Regions from separate parts of the Mus musculus genome. Here region 1 is linked to region 2. A link is a contact called in public Hi-C data. All regions are on one chromosome and are shown on one strand. The core of a region is the stretch at or near the end of the contact, and the rest is flanking DNA. Distances in the headings are between cores, read along the strand shown.

The links. A called contact is a pair of places that touch in the nucleus more often than the background predicts.
Region 1: a Hi-C map of bone marrow-derived macrophages shows a contact between it and region 2, with 57 read pairs. The contact joins the enhancer-like site here to the promoter of Map1s in region 2. A contact is called at or near these places in 4 of 39 promoter capture datasets (the 3T3-L1 cell line, embryonic stem cells, macrophages and 1 more), 7 of 15 datasets of contacts at CTCF or cohesin (CD8 T cells, the NIH/3T3 cell line, embryonic stem cells and 3 more), 43 of 484 Hi-C or Micro-C datasets (8-cell embryo, the Ba/F3 cell line, the C2C12 cell line and 27 more), 21 of 115 datasets of contacts at active chromatin or transcription factors (the 230-238 cell line, CD8 T cells, the HPC-7 cell line and 12 more) and 5 of 9 other capture datasets (adipose tissue, embryonic stem cells, liver and 2 more).

Annotation. Positions count from the first base shown.
Region 1 is chr8:70,938,720-70,945,716 of GRCm38.p6, forward strand. No RefSeq gene overlaps it. Among named protein-coding and RNA genes, the nearest start is that of Gm10654, 11 kb to the left of the region's middle. Within about 2 kb of position 4,677, at least 6 of the 459 cell types and tissues checked have an H3K27ac peak or open chromatin away from gene starts, as enhancers often do. A contact at or near this core is called in acute myeloid leukemia and bone marrow-derived macrophages, where this site is marked.
Region 2 is chr8:70,901,093-70,907,664 of GRCm38.p6, forward strand. Map1s (microtubule-associated protein 1S) reads left to right here and starts at 4,882. Exons shown (of 7, transcript NM_173013.3): 1 at 4,882-5,035. The coding sequence starts at 4,912.

The DNA of each region.
Region 1 (6,997 bases), core at 3,427-5,926, 37 kb after region 2:
AGGCAGCGTATTTGGGTACAAGCTGATGTGCAAATCTCAAGGCTTGAAGTTGTACTTTCCCTCTCTCTGCTTTGTGTGCTTTGCAGCTTGAGGCTGTGCACACTCTGTACTCTCCTGTGCACTCTATTCTCACCCCCACACTCCCACACACCTACACACACACAGACACACACACACACACACCCCACTCCTCTCACTTCTAACTTGCCCAAGTTTTTTCTTTTTTTAACGATTATTATTGTTATATGTAAGTACATTATAGCTGTCTTCAGAAACACGAGAAGAGGGCATCAGATCTCATTATGGATAGTTGTGAGTTACCATGTGATTTCTGGGATTTGAACTCAGGACCTCTGAAAGAGCAGTCAGTGCTCTCAACTGCTGAGCCATCTCTCCAACCCTGACAAGTTTTTTGTTACTCTAAAAAGCAGGTAGAAAAAGAGACATTGTATGATCATTACCAGATGTGTCAAGTTCAAAAATAATCACATCTTACAAAGATTTAAGAATTAAGATTACGGGCTGGTGAGATGGCTCAGTGGGTTAGAGCACCCGACTGCTCTTCCGAAGGTCCAGAGTTCAAATCCCAGCAACCACATGGTGGCTCACAACCATCCGTAACGAGATCTGACTCCCTCTTCTGGTGTGTCTGAAGACAGCTACAATGTACTTACATATAATAAATAAATAAATCTTTAAAAAAAAAAAAAAAAGAATTAAGATTACAATTGTTTCCCCAAAGTTTCAAGCTTCCCCTAGTCCCAGGCCCATGGCCAAAATAATAATTGCAAACTTATTATTTAAACTTTAAGTTTCAACTTATTATACTTCAGAGGTCAAAGCTCCAAGGTCAGCTTCATGTGGTTTCTTGTGAAGTTCTAATGATAAATGACATGGGCAAAGCTGCCAAGCAGTGGCCAGAAAGAATCAAGTTAACCCTTAACTCAGCAGTTCTGCTAGCTTTCTGTGTCTGCACATTGCACACAACGACTCTCCAGAGCCCAGTGTTTTAATTTAGCTTTACTAATATCTAATTTTATGTATTCCATATCTTCTTTTAGGAGTCTAATTTTTACTTGCTATTCATACATACCCAAAGGAGACCAGGAACCACTCTCAAATGTACAAAACTCATTTCATAACTTCAATAGCTTTTTCATTTCTCAGGATCCCAATATTGACTCTGCTTCATTTTCTAAATTTGTTTCTAGACATAATTTCTTCAAACTTTCTTTGCAAGTCAAACATTAATCTGAAACTACCATTGTGCAGTTATTACATTGTTTCCAAGATGCACACAGCACGCTCCTGGGCCACTAGGACTGTGCCGTGCCGTGCTGTGCCATGCCGTGCCCCTATGCTTTAGTTTTTGATTGTTTAGGAATCATTACATCAGGGAACATCTAGTTTCACAGAATTCACCAGAGCAGAAGGAGAAAGAAATAGGAAAGTCAGATATAATAGAATAATTATGTACACCAAGGCCAACTGAAAAGCAGTCACCCACAAATGAAATCTATACAGCTGGTGTCCAGGGCTAAGGTCAGGAGAAATGGGAACAAGTTTTTTCCACAGAGCTCCTAAGGGCTTCTGAACTGTCACTATCCAGGCCTGCTGCAGGTAGTTCCTTATTTCTGATGGCAGGTCCCCTGGAAGGATGTCTCTCCTGCTTCTCAGGGTTCCAGACGCCATCCACGTCATGGTATGCTGTTCCTAGCAAATGTTTTGTTGGGGAACACATATGAAAGGATGTATTACTAAAGCAGACATGGGAAAGAATATTTTTCTGAAGCAGACACAGATGAAAGGATATTTGGATATAGCAGACACGAAAGGACCCATGATGAAGGAGTATAAATATGACTCCACAGACAGTGGGAGATGAGCGCTGAGCCTTGGTCTGGTTTGCTCTGCCTCTATTCTTCACTAAGGACACGCATGTGTTTGTTCACCTTACAAAGCGTTGTTGAGCTCAACTTGTAGCTCACTGCTATTGAGAGAAACTCTTCCAAGAACTGCTTGTGAGGTTCCCAAGGCAGCTTGCTGCTTCTGCCATGTCAGGCAGGTTGGCTGGCCAGCCTGGTGGTTTCTTCAGGATTGAACTATAGCTCCTGTTTCCCGCCTGGTGTCTGCCTGCCGAGAGGACTGGTCTGCAGCTGCTGGGTCATATGTGGTGTTTGCTATGGGGCTGAACTGCTGCCGAAGAAGATCAAGCTCACCCCCAAAGAACTATTGCTGAACAGATCCACTTCCCTCATAACCTAATAACTTTTCTCTTCCACTACCTCTGCTGGGTGGTGGGCTAGAGGAGAGGTTGAACCCTTATTAAAAGTAGGTTGCAAAATATTTATGCCTACAAAGCACTGTGGCCTAAAGAACAGTGGGCACAGCCCTGTCTTCTAGTCTGGTGCAGGAGGTGGGACCTTCTGAACACACTGTGCTCCCCTGCCTGAGGAACAGAGCTTGGAAGACCCAGGCAGTTCATGTCCAGATAGCCAAGCATTCTCTCGGCTCCACTCCAGGGCCCTGAAGTCACAGTGTACCATGAGAACTTTCCAATGTCCTTTGAATCTTAGCTTCAGCAGTGACCCTTCCCTGGGGGCCCAGTCTCCAGGGAGACCCCAAGGACTATACTGTAGTCCTGGAGAGCCACTATGGCTTCTTGGGACATTAATCTCAGTGTCTGGCCTTGCATGATTATTTCTTAGGGTACTGTTTAGGCTGGTCCCCTCTCTCAGGCCTTTTCAAGAATCCGGGGATCAGAGGCTGGAGAAATGGCTCAGTAAAGAGTGTATACTGTTCTTATAGATGATCTGGTTTGGGGTCCTGGTATCAATGGCCACTCACAAATCCTGTAACTCTAACTCCATAGGACTTGATGCCCTCTTCTGGCCTCTGCAGGTACCTCCACATGGGGTGTACACTCACAGCAAGGGCTTTGCGATTTCAAGTGAAGAGTTTACATTCATACACCACCTGGCTTGGACTGAGCACCATGGCGCCAAGCTCAGCTTCTGGTGTCTGACAAGTGAAACAGAGCCAGGCTGCTTGTAGGAAGTGATGACTGCCTTCTACCATCACAGCTGTCACAGCCAACAGAATCTTCACTGTGTGCTCATGAGCCCTACAACAAAGGCTTTGATACAAGTTTCTTAATTCTTTACTGAAGCCATAATATCATCACTGTGAAATTTTTTTTGATTCTTTGACTTCCTCTCATATGTTATCTTTCACTGAATATCAAAGTATTGCCACCAAAGTGTAGGTTTAGCTTTTTCAAAACCTACTTTGTTTAGGGTTCTTAGATGCTTTAACCTCTCTTCTAGCTCACTGACCAGAAGAAGGAGAGAAAGAAGGTAAATAGGAAAAAGGGGTTGTGAACCAGTTTAGAGGTAGTTCCTCTGGGCGATTCGACTCTGCATTGTCAGGATACCAGAAGTCCAGTGCAATAGCAAACACCAACATGACTTTGTAGCGGTGACACGATCCAGCAGAAACCACAAATCTCCTCCGAATCAGCACGAGTCAGCAGAAGCAGGCAGAATCGCCTGGAATACTGCTGTGAAGGATTGCTCGGTGTAGCAGTGCAAGAGTGTCCTCTCACTATCTGTTGGGATCTATTTAAATTCTTCCTGAACATCATGTACCCTCTCAAGTGTCTGTTTTCAGCAACATATCACCCACCCTATCACAAGACAGTTTCCAGAAAAACATCAGGTGATATAGCTGAGTTTTTAAAGAAACCAGGAACTTCCATTTCATATCCCCTTTTCTGTTTTTTTTTTTAAAAAAAGTCTTTTCTGTAACATTAATAATTTACACACAATAGAATTATGAGAACCATAAAACTTGAATTTTATATCATATTTTAAATAAATTGCTTATGCAAAATATATCAAACAATAGTCAAACAGAACAACTTTAAATTTCTATCATTAAACAATAGCTAAACAAAACAACCTTAAATTTCTATCAAGATACAAAAAAATTTCTATCAATTATAATAGTTGAAGAAAATAACCCCAAATTTCTACCAATATACATTAATCCATGCAAAAGTAAAATATTTAAGACTAGTAGATTCTATTTTTATTAAAATTTTATTATTATTCATTCATTTTTTGTTATTATTATTGCTATTTCCCCTCCTTCCCCCATCATTAGATAAGAGAGAAAGATAAGAGAAAAAGAAAAACAGAGAATTCCCTGATTTATACTTTAATTTGCTTCCACCCTGGTCATAAACAATAACAACCAGCCACCCTAGAAGATAATATCCATAACATATCAAATGACCAAAACCATCCATCCCACCTTTTGGAAATAGAGGAGTCATGTTCTTAAAATTATTTGTCTGGAGGCAAAGATATCTTTTGGATACCCTATGAAAATTGGGATATTGGCCAGAGTCCAGGAAAGCTAGTGTGTCTTTTTGTGTTCTGTCTCTGTGTTTTCTGTCTAGTCTCTGTCTGAGACAGTCTATGAGGTGAACCATCTGGGTATTGACTTTGTGAAGACATCCATGTCTCAGCTGATAAGAGGCCTTCCCTGATCAGATCTAATCTTTATAAGTTTTATTGGTAACCATATTTTTTCATTCCCTGTAGATGCATAACAATATTGTAGACAAAACCACTTCCCTTTCTTAAAGCTATTGCAGGTTTCCATTCTAATGTCAACACATCCTTATAATATATTGGTTGGCTTAGTTCCTCGTTTTTTTTCCATAACCCAGTGTCTCTCAGCTGCTGCTGTTCCTTTTTCCCCAACATTAAGAAAATTGAGTGTTAATAATGCATTATTTAGTCTGTGCCTGGGGATTTTCATTCTCCCTTTTTGTTTAATAAGTATCTCTTTGAAGGTATGATTGTCTCTTTCTATAATTGCTTGTCCTGTGGGATTGTGTGGTATACCAGTAACATGCTTTATATTATAATATGCAAAGAATTGCTTCATTTTATTGGACACATATGTGGGAGCATTGTCAGTTTTAAGTTGTGTAGATCTCCCCATAGTTGCCATTATTTCCAGGAAGTGTGTAATTACACAGTCAGCCTTCTCAGAACTTAAAGCAGTTGGCCATTGAAACCCTGAGTACATGTCAATGGTATGCTGTATATACTTTTGTTTTCCAAATTCTGCAAGATGGAACACATTCATCTACCAGATGTCATTTCTTTTCTTTTCTTTCTTTTTTTTTTTTTTTCGAGACAGGGTTTCTCTGTGTAGCCCTGGCTGTCCTGGAACTCACTCTGTAGACCAGGCTGGCCTCGAACTCAGAAATCCGACTGCCTCTGCCTCCCGAGTGCTGGGATTAAAGGCGTGCACCACCATACCCGGCCAGATGTCATTTCTTTTGGTACCCCTAGGGTTACTACCCTAGCAGGTAATGGAGTTTAGTTATATAGTGAACATGTAAGACACACCTTTTTCTTCTTTTTTTACTATTTCTATGCCTGTTGTCAAGTGATAGAAATGTTTTCTTTAAACTTTTCCCATTAACATGTTTCTCATGAAATTTTGAGGCTTTGAACACATCACCTATTAGTAATTGGTTAACTTCCTTGTTATCTTGCACCATTGGACCTGGTAAACCTGTATGAGACCAAATATGAGTAATATACAATGCATAGTTTCCACTTCTCATGGCCTGTTGCAATTGTCTAAGTAACAAAGTTAATTCTGAGTTATCAGGAACAAAATCAGCAGTTTCTATACGTAAAACAACTCTTTCTACATATAAAGAATCAATAATTAAGAGATTCAAGATAGTTTAATAATACCATAAGGATTGCATACAGTTCTGACTTTTGAGCCAATGTATACTGACTTTTGATCACCTTGCTTATTTTATCTGACTCATAACCTGCCATTCCCATCTTGTTTGCATCAGTATAAAATGTTGGTGCCTCTGGAATTGGTGTTCTCTTTACAATGCATGGAAGAATCCAATTTGTTCTTTTTGTAAACACTATAAGTTTACTTTCCAGATATTTGTTATTAATTTCTAAGTAGTTATTAGAAGCTCTTTGCAAAACCTTATGGATCACCCATAATGACATAATCTCAACAGTAGGGAGAGGTACCACAATTTTGGCGGGATCTGTTCCTGACAATTGGTGTAGGTGACAATTCTATCTTTTAGAATTAATTTAACAATCTTTCCTATATAGTCCTTTAATTTTTAAATTTTGTTTATGAGCTAAGAAAATACATTACATAATTCTATGTTCCCTTTGCATAATGATCCCAGTAGGAGAATGAGTTGAAGGTAAAATGACCAGAATACAATCAAGTTTAGGATCAATTGGACCCACATATACTTCTTACAGTTTTTTGTTCTGTAAGAGTGAACTCCTTTTTTTTTTTCCTTTTTGCTTCAACTGTTAGACACCTTGGACTGTTTAAATTTAAATCTCCTTATAATTTTTGATACAAATTACTTAACTCATAAATACTTAATCCAATTGCAGACCTCAGCCAGTTAGTATCTCCCATTAATTTGTGAAAATGGTTAAGAGTCTGCAACTCTCTATGGATCTGTGCCTTGTGGTCAAATTGTTTGTTGACTGCTTTTTTTTTTTTAACCCAAATAACTAAATGAATCTCCTCTTTATATTTTTTTCTGATATAATCTGTAACCTCCAAGAGTGGCCGAATTCTTTGTGTTTCCTGAAACATTTTTCTAAATCATTTTTGTTGGATTCAGCAAACAAAATATAATCCATGTAATGATGTATGACAGACTGAGGGAATTGCTTACAAGCACTTTCTAATAGTTATTTTACAATATATACAATACACAAAGAATCTTCCATTCCCCATGGAAGACTCTTCCAGTGGCATCTTTTTAGTGGACCAGGGTTGTTCAGGGTAGGTACTGCAAAAGCAAACCTTTTTCCCTATCTTGCTCATGCAAGGGTATTGTGAAAAAAGCAGTCTTTCAAGCCAATTATTATTCTAGGCCATGGTCTCAGTAACAAAGAAGATAAAGGAA
Region 2 (6,572 bases), core at 3,632-6,131:
GGCCAGAGAGATCAAGAGTTCAAGGTCAGCCTGAGCTACATAAAATGTGATCTCAAAACAAAAAGAGAAACAGAAAAGAAGCTATTCAGCTGGCTCAGCTGGCACAGGCACTTGGCATCAAGCCTGAGGACCTGAATCAGGGCACTAGATCCCACTATTGTGGAAGAGGGGAACTCTTCTTCTTACTTCTTCTTTCTTCTTCTTTTCTTCTTCTTTTTGAGACAGGGTTTCTCTGTATAGCCGTGGCTGTCCTGGAACTCACTCTGTGAGTGAAGCTGGCCTTGAACTCGGAAATCTGCCTGCCTCTGCCTCCCAAGTGCTGGGATTAAAGGCGTGTGCCATCACTGCCTGGAGAGAACTTACTTCTAAAAGTTGTCCTCTGTCGCATGCACAAGAGTGGTTGCATGAGCACACACATGCAGAGCCTATTTTACCGAGTGTGGACCCACACACTTGACATACCAGCCACTCAGGAGACTAAGACAGGAGAAATGCAAAATGAGGCCATCTTTGATAGCAAGACACACCTCGTTCCAGATGTTCTCAGTTCAGATGGAGGTTCTGAAAGGGCCTCCACACAGTTACACATGTCAAAAAATTCCTGAATAGAGGACAGGAGAGATGGCTCAGCCTTGAAGAGCACTGGTTACTTTTCCAGAAGTTCTGAGTTCAGTTTCCAGCAACCACATGGTGTGATTCACAGCTGTCTGTAATGCCATCTGTAGTGGGATCTGATGACCTCTTCTGTCATGCAGGGAAACATTCAGATAGGACACTCACATAAACCATAAATAAATCTTTAAAAAGTTACCTATGCTCATGAATTATCAAACATTAAGATTTCATTAAGAAAACAAAAAACAAACAAACAATCAAACAAAACAAACGAAAGTGAAGTAAAGCTGGGTGGTGGTGGAGCCTTTAGTCTCAGTACTCACTGGGTGGTGGTGAAGCCTGCCTTTAGTCTCAGTACTCAGGAGGCAGAGGCAGGCCAGTCTCCACATAGTGAGTTTCAGGACAGCTATGAACAAGCAGGCGTCCCGCAAAATACCGAAAACAAGCAAACCAACTGAGTATTGTTGACAGTTCCTGTGGGTCATTTGCATGTAACTGCCTCACTTAGTACCAGCTGGATATGAACAGCAGGTGTGAGGGGCTCGGCAATCAACCAGTACAGACGTGATAGTGTAGAAATAAAGAGGAGTTGGGAGGAAGAGGAAAGAGGACCTGGCCTGAGGGAATGCTGTCACAGAAGCCAGCGCTAAAGGTGGGATGGAGCTGTCTGACTGGCTTGTTAGGGAGAAAGGAAAGGCATGGGATTGGTGCCAACTGGAGGGAGCTTGGCCCAGGGCTCCCGCAGGGAACTCCAGGAGCTGCAGGAGGCTGGCGGTAAGTCTATGGTAGCTGTCAGAGCTATGGCAATGGCTCACAAAGCTCAACAGGGCTAAGCTTGGTGCCCCACATCTGCCAGCCCATGGTTGTGAGGTGGAGGTGGGAAGATTCTAAGTTCCAGGGGAGCCTCCTTTATGTCTACCTAAAAAAGACTGGCTGGGGGCATGGTTCAGAGGAAGAGTGACAGCCTAGATTCACCCAGGGAGGGGCTGGGGTTGTGCCTCAGGGGAAGTGTGACAGGCTAAGATCCCACCGGGAGGGGCTGGGGCTGGGGCCTGGCCTATCAGTGATAATTTTGGAATTTGGGTTTCTTGAAAAATGCAGAAACATAAGAAAGTGTTTTTATTTTAACCCCAGGTGTGCAGATACGGGGGCTCCTATGCACTGGCTGCAGCAGTTGGCTGTGATTTATGTCATGCTCTAGCGGAGATGTGGTTTTGCTAGCTAATAAATACTATGATAGATATAGGATAGGTGGTTGTTGTTCAAGGGGGTTGACTGCGGTTTGTTGGTTTATACTCGAAGAAACAGGGATCTCTTTCCCCTTTATCCTTCTTTCTCTCCTATGTAGTGATTGAGGGTGAAACTGGGCTATAAAGGGTGGGAAAAAGAACCCACAAAGTTGCAAAGACCAGCTATAACTCAGGGATAGGGTGCCAGCCTAGACTCCCCCAGGGAAAGTGCTGGAATGTGGCTAGGGGTGGCTGGTGATGTGGAGCCCCAGGCCTGGCTGCAGAGGCAGAGAGGGATGTCTGGCTAAACAGCTTGGGAGTGTTGCGGAATAGAAAGTCTGACTGCCTCAAGGGCTCACAGCTTCCTCCCTCCCCTCCCCCCATCCCTGTCTCCACGGGGACCAGACAGCTGCTCCATTAGCTGACTGGATCTAGGTGTGGATAGAGGTGAAGGAAGTGACCTGAGTCCCAAGTGACCACTGAGTCTTTCTCTCCAGGAGACTTGCAATCCCCACGCCTTGACTCCCAACCGTAGGGATAGGAAAAGCTCAAGGACATTTCTCTCTCTCTCTCTCTCTCTCTCTCTCTCTCTCTCTCTCTCTCTCTCTCTCTCTCTGTGTGTGTGTGTGTGTGTGTGTGTGTGTGTGTGTGTGTGTGTATTTTGCAAAACTTGAGGTCCACAAAGCCTAATGAAAACCCTTTCCCCAGCTGACTCATGGCAGAGATGTACTGTGGAGCTCCAGGCCCAGAGACCAGATAATGACATTAACACTCACTACTAATGTAAGTGGTATGCATGCAGTCTGTTGTGCCCAAAGCTGAGAGACTGAGGCAGGAGACTCATCAGTTTGAGGTCACTGTGGAATGTATAGAAGTGGAAAAAAGAGAACAGTAGAGCCTTAGGCAGCAGGAGAGCTCACAAGTCAGCCAAGGGCTCCTGGGTTCAAATCCTGAGGGACTCTGTGAACATTAGCATGAAAAGACTGAGTAAATGAATGAGTGGAAAGTGGGGGATGTGCTGTTGGCTCCATTGTGCAGAACCCTCAAGCCTCCACTGTGTCCCCTGCACAGAGCAGAACCAGAGAGTGTGACCCTGCTGGTTTTCACCAGAGCTCCAGCTCTGATGTGGTGGTAAGATTTCACCGTGCAGCCCTGGCTGGCCAAACCCTTTCTACGTAGACAAAGCTAACCACATACAGACATCTTCCTGCTTCTGCCCCCTCCCCAGTGTGCTGGAATTAGATGCATGCCAACATGCCTGTCTCTTCTTTTTTAAAGATTTCTTAGTGTCTGAGTGACTGTGCATATGAGAGCATCCATAGAGGTCAGAGGGGGTGTCAAATCCCTTGGAGCAGGAGTTCCATGAAGTTGGAACCTGTGCTATGGGTGTTGGGAATGGAATGTGAGTCCCCTGCAAGAGCAGTTAAGACCTCTTAAGATTTGAGCTATCCCTGTAGTCGCTTGTGTTGATTTTACTACCCTAGTCTTTCCTGGGACTTGCTCTATTTTCCAGGTTAGCTTTGAACTCCCTATGTAGCCCAGGGTGGCCACAGACTGTCCAAGGTCACTCAGTCTTCTGTGATGAGTTAGGGGTGTGGAGATGCACTGCCAAGCCCATTCTGCACTGGATCTTAGCCAGAGGGCAGAGAATGGACCATCCCAGTTCTGTTTCCGTTATAACAACAGAGGAAATCACAAGCCATCAACTTCTGCAGGCTGACCAGTTAAGGGGGAGGAGTCAGGATTCAGGAAGGATATTGGCGCCAAAAGAGTATCCAGGAAGCTCAGACCATGGCTTGAGGACTTGGCTGATGCTACGGACTGATGGAGGAAGTTGGCTTGGGGAAGTCCTTTACAGAACGTCTGTCAGCAGCAGGCTTGATTTGGGTTCCTGATGCATCACACCAGTCCTGAATTGCCTTTGCTTGTTTTTCATTTATTTTAAAAGTCTGTCTGTCTGTCTTGTCAACACTGTGTACACCAGTGTTGGCCTTGAACTCACAAAGATCCTCTTGCCTCTGTCTCTAGAGAGATGATGAGGTTAAAGGCATGAATCTTTGTCTTTTTAAATTGTTGTTTCTTTTTGATATATGACTTGATGTAGCCTAGGCTGGACTCATATTTGTTAGGTAGTGGAGGTTGACTGTGAATGGAAGCACCTGGCTGGGCTTAGTTGTTTACTCCAGAGACAGAAGGCTCACTCTTGAGGGGAGCCAGCTGGTCCTTCTTGGGGTGAACAGCATTTCAAATACTTAACATGGAATGGCCAAAAAAGAAGTAAGATTGGACTGGGTGGTGGTGGAGCACACCTTTGAATTCAGCACTCAGGAGGCAGAAGCAGGCAGATCTCTGTGAATTTGAGGCCAGCCTGATCTAGAGAGCAAGTTCCGAGACAGCCAGGGCTACACAGAAAGACCCTGTTTCGAAAAACAAATAAACCAAGATGCAAGTTTGGGGTGAAAATGTTCCAGGTCTGAGTGGGAGCCACATAAGCAGTCTCCATCACACATAGCCCTAGTGAATCCCAAGCTGTCTACTGTCCCAACGTGTGGGAAGCTGTGGAGGCAGGAAGATCACAGTCCCAGGGTCATCTAGAGACAACCTGACTTGGTGTCAGATAGGCTTGGTGACTTTACCCCTCCAAAATGTCCTTTCTTCCAAAATGACCCGGCCCAGCACACACACCTAGCAAGCAGCTACACATCCCCAAGCTCTCTTCTGTCCAGGTTCTAACTCAGGAAGCTCGCAGGACCTAGCCGACTCTGGTTCTGTGCAGAACCCCTGTGATGGAATGAGTTTTCGGGGGACAGAGATTCTAAGCGTTGCTTAGCGGGAGAATGAATGAGGGAATGAATGAAAAATGAATGGATGAAATTTGGGAGGGATAACGGTATCTTAGTACACAGCCAGTCTCAGTCCTCTTCGGGCTCCCAAAGCCTAGCGGGCATTGACAGAGGGGTGGAGAGGAGGGGGCGCTTCCGGCCGGGGTCTCCGGTGCTTCCGGTAAGCTCCCTGAAGGGGCGTGGCCAGCGGGGCGGGGCGCTCAGAGCGTCGGGGCGGTGCGAAGATGGCGGCAGTGATGGCGGCGCCGGAGGCTGTGGAGGCGCCCAGCTCCCTACTGTTGCTGGTGGTGGGTGGCGAGTGTGGCTGCCCCGGGCTGCTGGCCTACGTCATGGAGGAGTTGGAACGAGGTCGGGTCCGTGGGGACTTGGGGCGGTGGCAGCGGGGCGGGGCGGGGCGTCCGGGGCTGGGGGTTCCGGCGCGCGGCGGGCCGGGGTCCGGGTGGGGTGCGGGGTCCCTGGACGCAACGTTCCGGGCGTGGCCTACGATCCAGACGGGCATAGGGTTGCGCACGTGCCTAGCGGCGGCCTGGACAAAACTCTGCCACACGGGTTACTGGGTCTGGGTGGGGCGCGGCAGGCTGGGATCCGCGTGGGGCACGTTAGATGTGGCGTCACATTCCGGGGATACAGGGTTCGGGGAGCGGCCTGCGGCCGGGTGGGCGCTGCGTCCCCGACTTCGGGGTTCTGGCGGTGTGCGGCCTCACTCCCACGGCCCCTCCCTTCGCCTGGCTGGCAAGTTCCCCCGGCGCCCGGGGGCCTGCTTTCCGGGGGTGCTAATTGGTGCGTGGGTGGCGCGGCCGCCCCGGGGATGCTTGGCACGAGGGGAGCTGACTCAGGCGCACCTGCCACACTGGGGCATCGAGCGCAGCAGCATCCTCTGCAATGGGGTAGCGAATGCGATGCCTATGCCTGTTACCCCTGCAGTCGTGAGCTGAGGCCAGAGGAGCACTGCAAGTTCCAGGCCAGTCTGGGCTACAAGACAACCTATTCAAAATAAGTGCTGGGATTCAGTCGATAGATCTAAAGTTGCCTGGAGTGCTTGATCATGGGCTTCATCCCCAGCATTCTTCACTTGTCATCTCAGCACCTTTGAGATGCACATCAGATAAAGGGCTTGTCCTTAACTTCATAGAGCAGTTGTATTCAGCATGGACTACGTGAGACCATGTCTCAAAAAAAAATCAAATCCCCAGAACAATGTAGAATGCCCATCGAGGTGCATGGTCCTTGGGCCTAAGTGGGACAGCCTCAGCATACAGGCTGGGCTGAACGACAGGCAGTGTCCCTTGTCTTCTGAGAAGTGCTGATGTGCTGGGGAAGAGGACTCAAAGCAAGCAAGACTTCCATGGTGTCAGGGTACTTGAGGATGCTGAAGGCCTAGAGCAGGAGTTGCCTAGAGCAGGAGTTCTCAGCCGGTGATTCATGACCCTTCTGGAGAGGGGCTGCATATCAGATATTTACAGTTTGTAACTAGTAAAATTAGTTATCAAGGAGCAACAAAAATAACTTTATGAGGCTGGAGAGGTGGCTCAGTGATTAAGAGCAAACTTTTTCCAGAGAACCTGAATGAGGTGGAAACTTAAGGGTACTTTGGAAAGTCAGTTGGATGGGGTTTTGCTGGGGGCAAATGTGAAAGAATGTTTCATTAAAATAGATAAAGATATAAAAAGCTAAGGACAGACTTGTAAAGGAACATTTCCCTGAAGCAGACACAGGAGAGAGGATTTTCTACTAAAACAAACACATAAAAAGACACATGGTAAAAGATTCTTTACTAATAATAACACACATATACTGGTCCGCCTTACATTGTGCTGAGACCACACACACACAGAAAAAAACCAAAAAACTTGTGATGGTAGTCTACAGTTTCTTGCCACTTCTG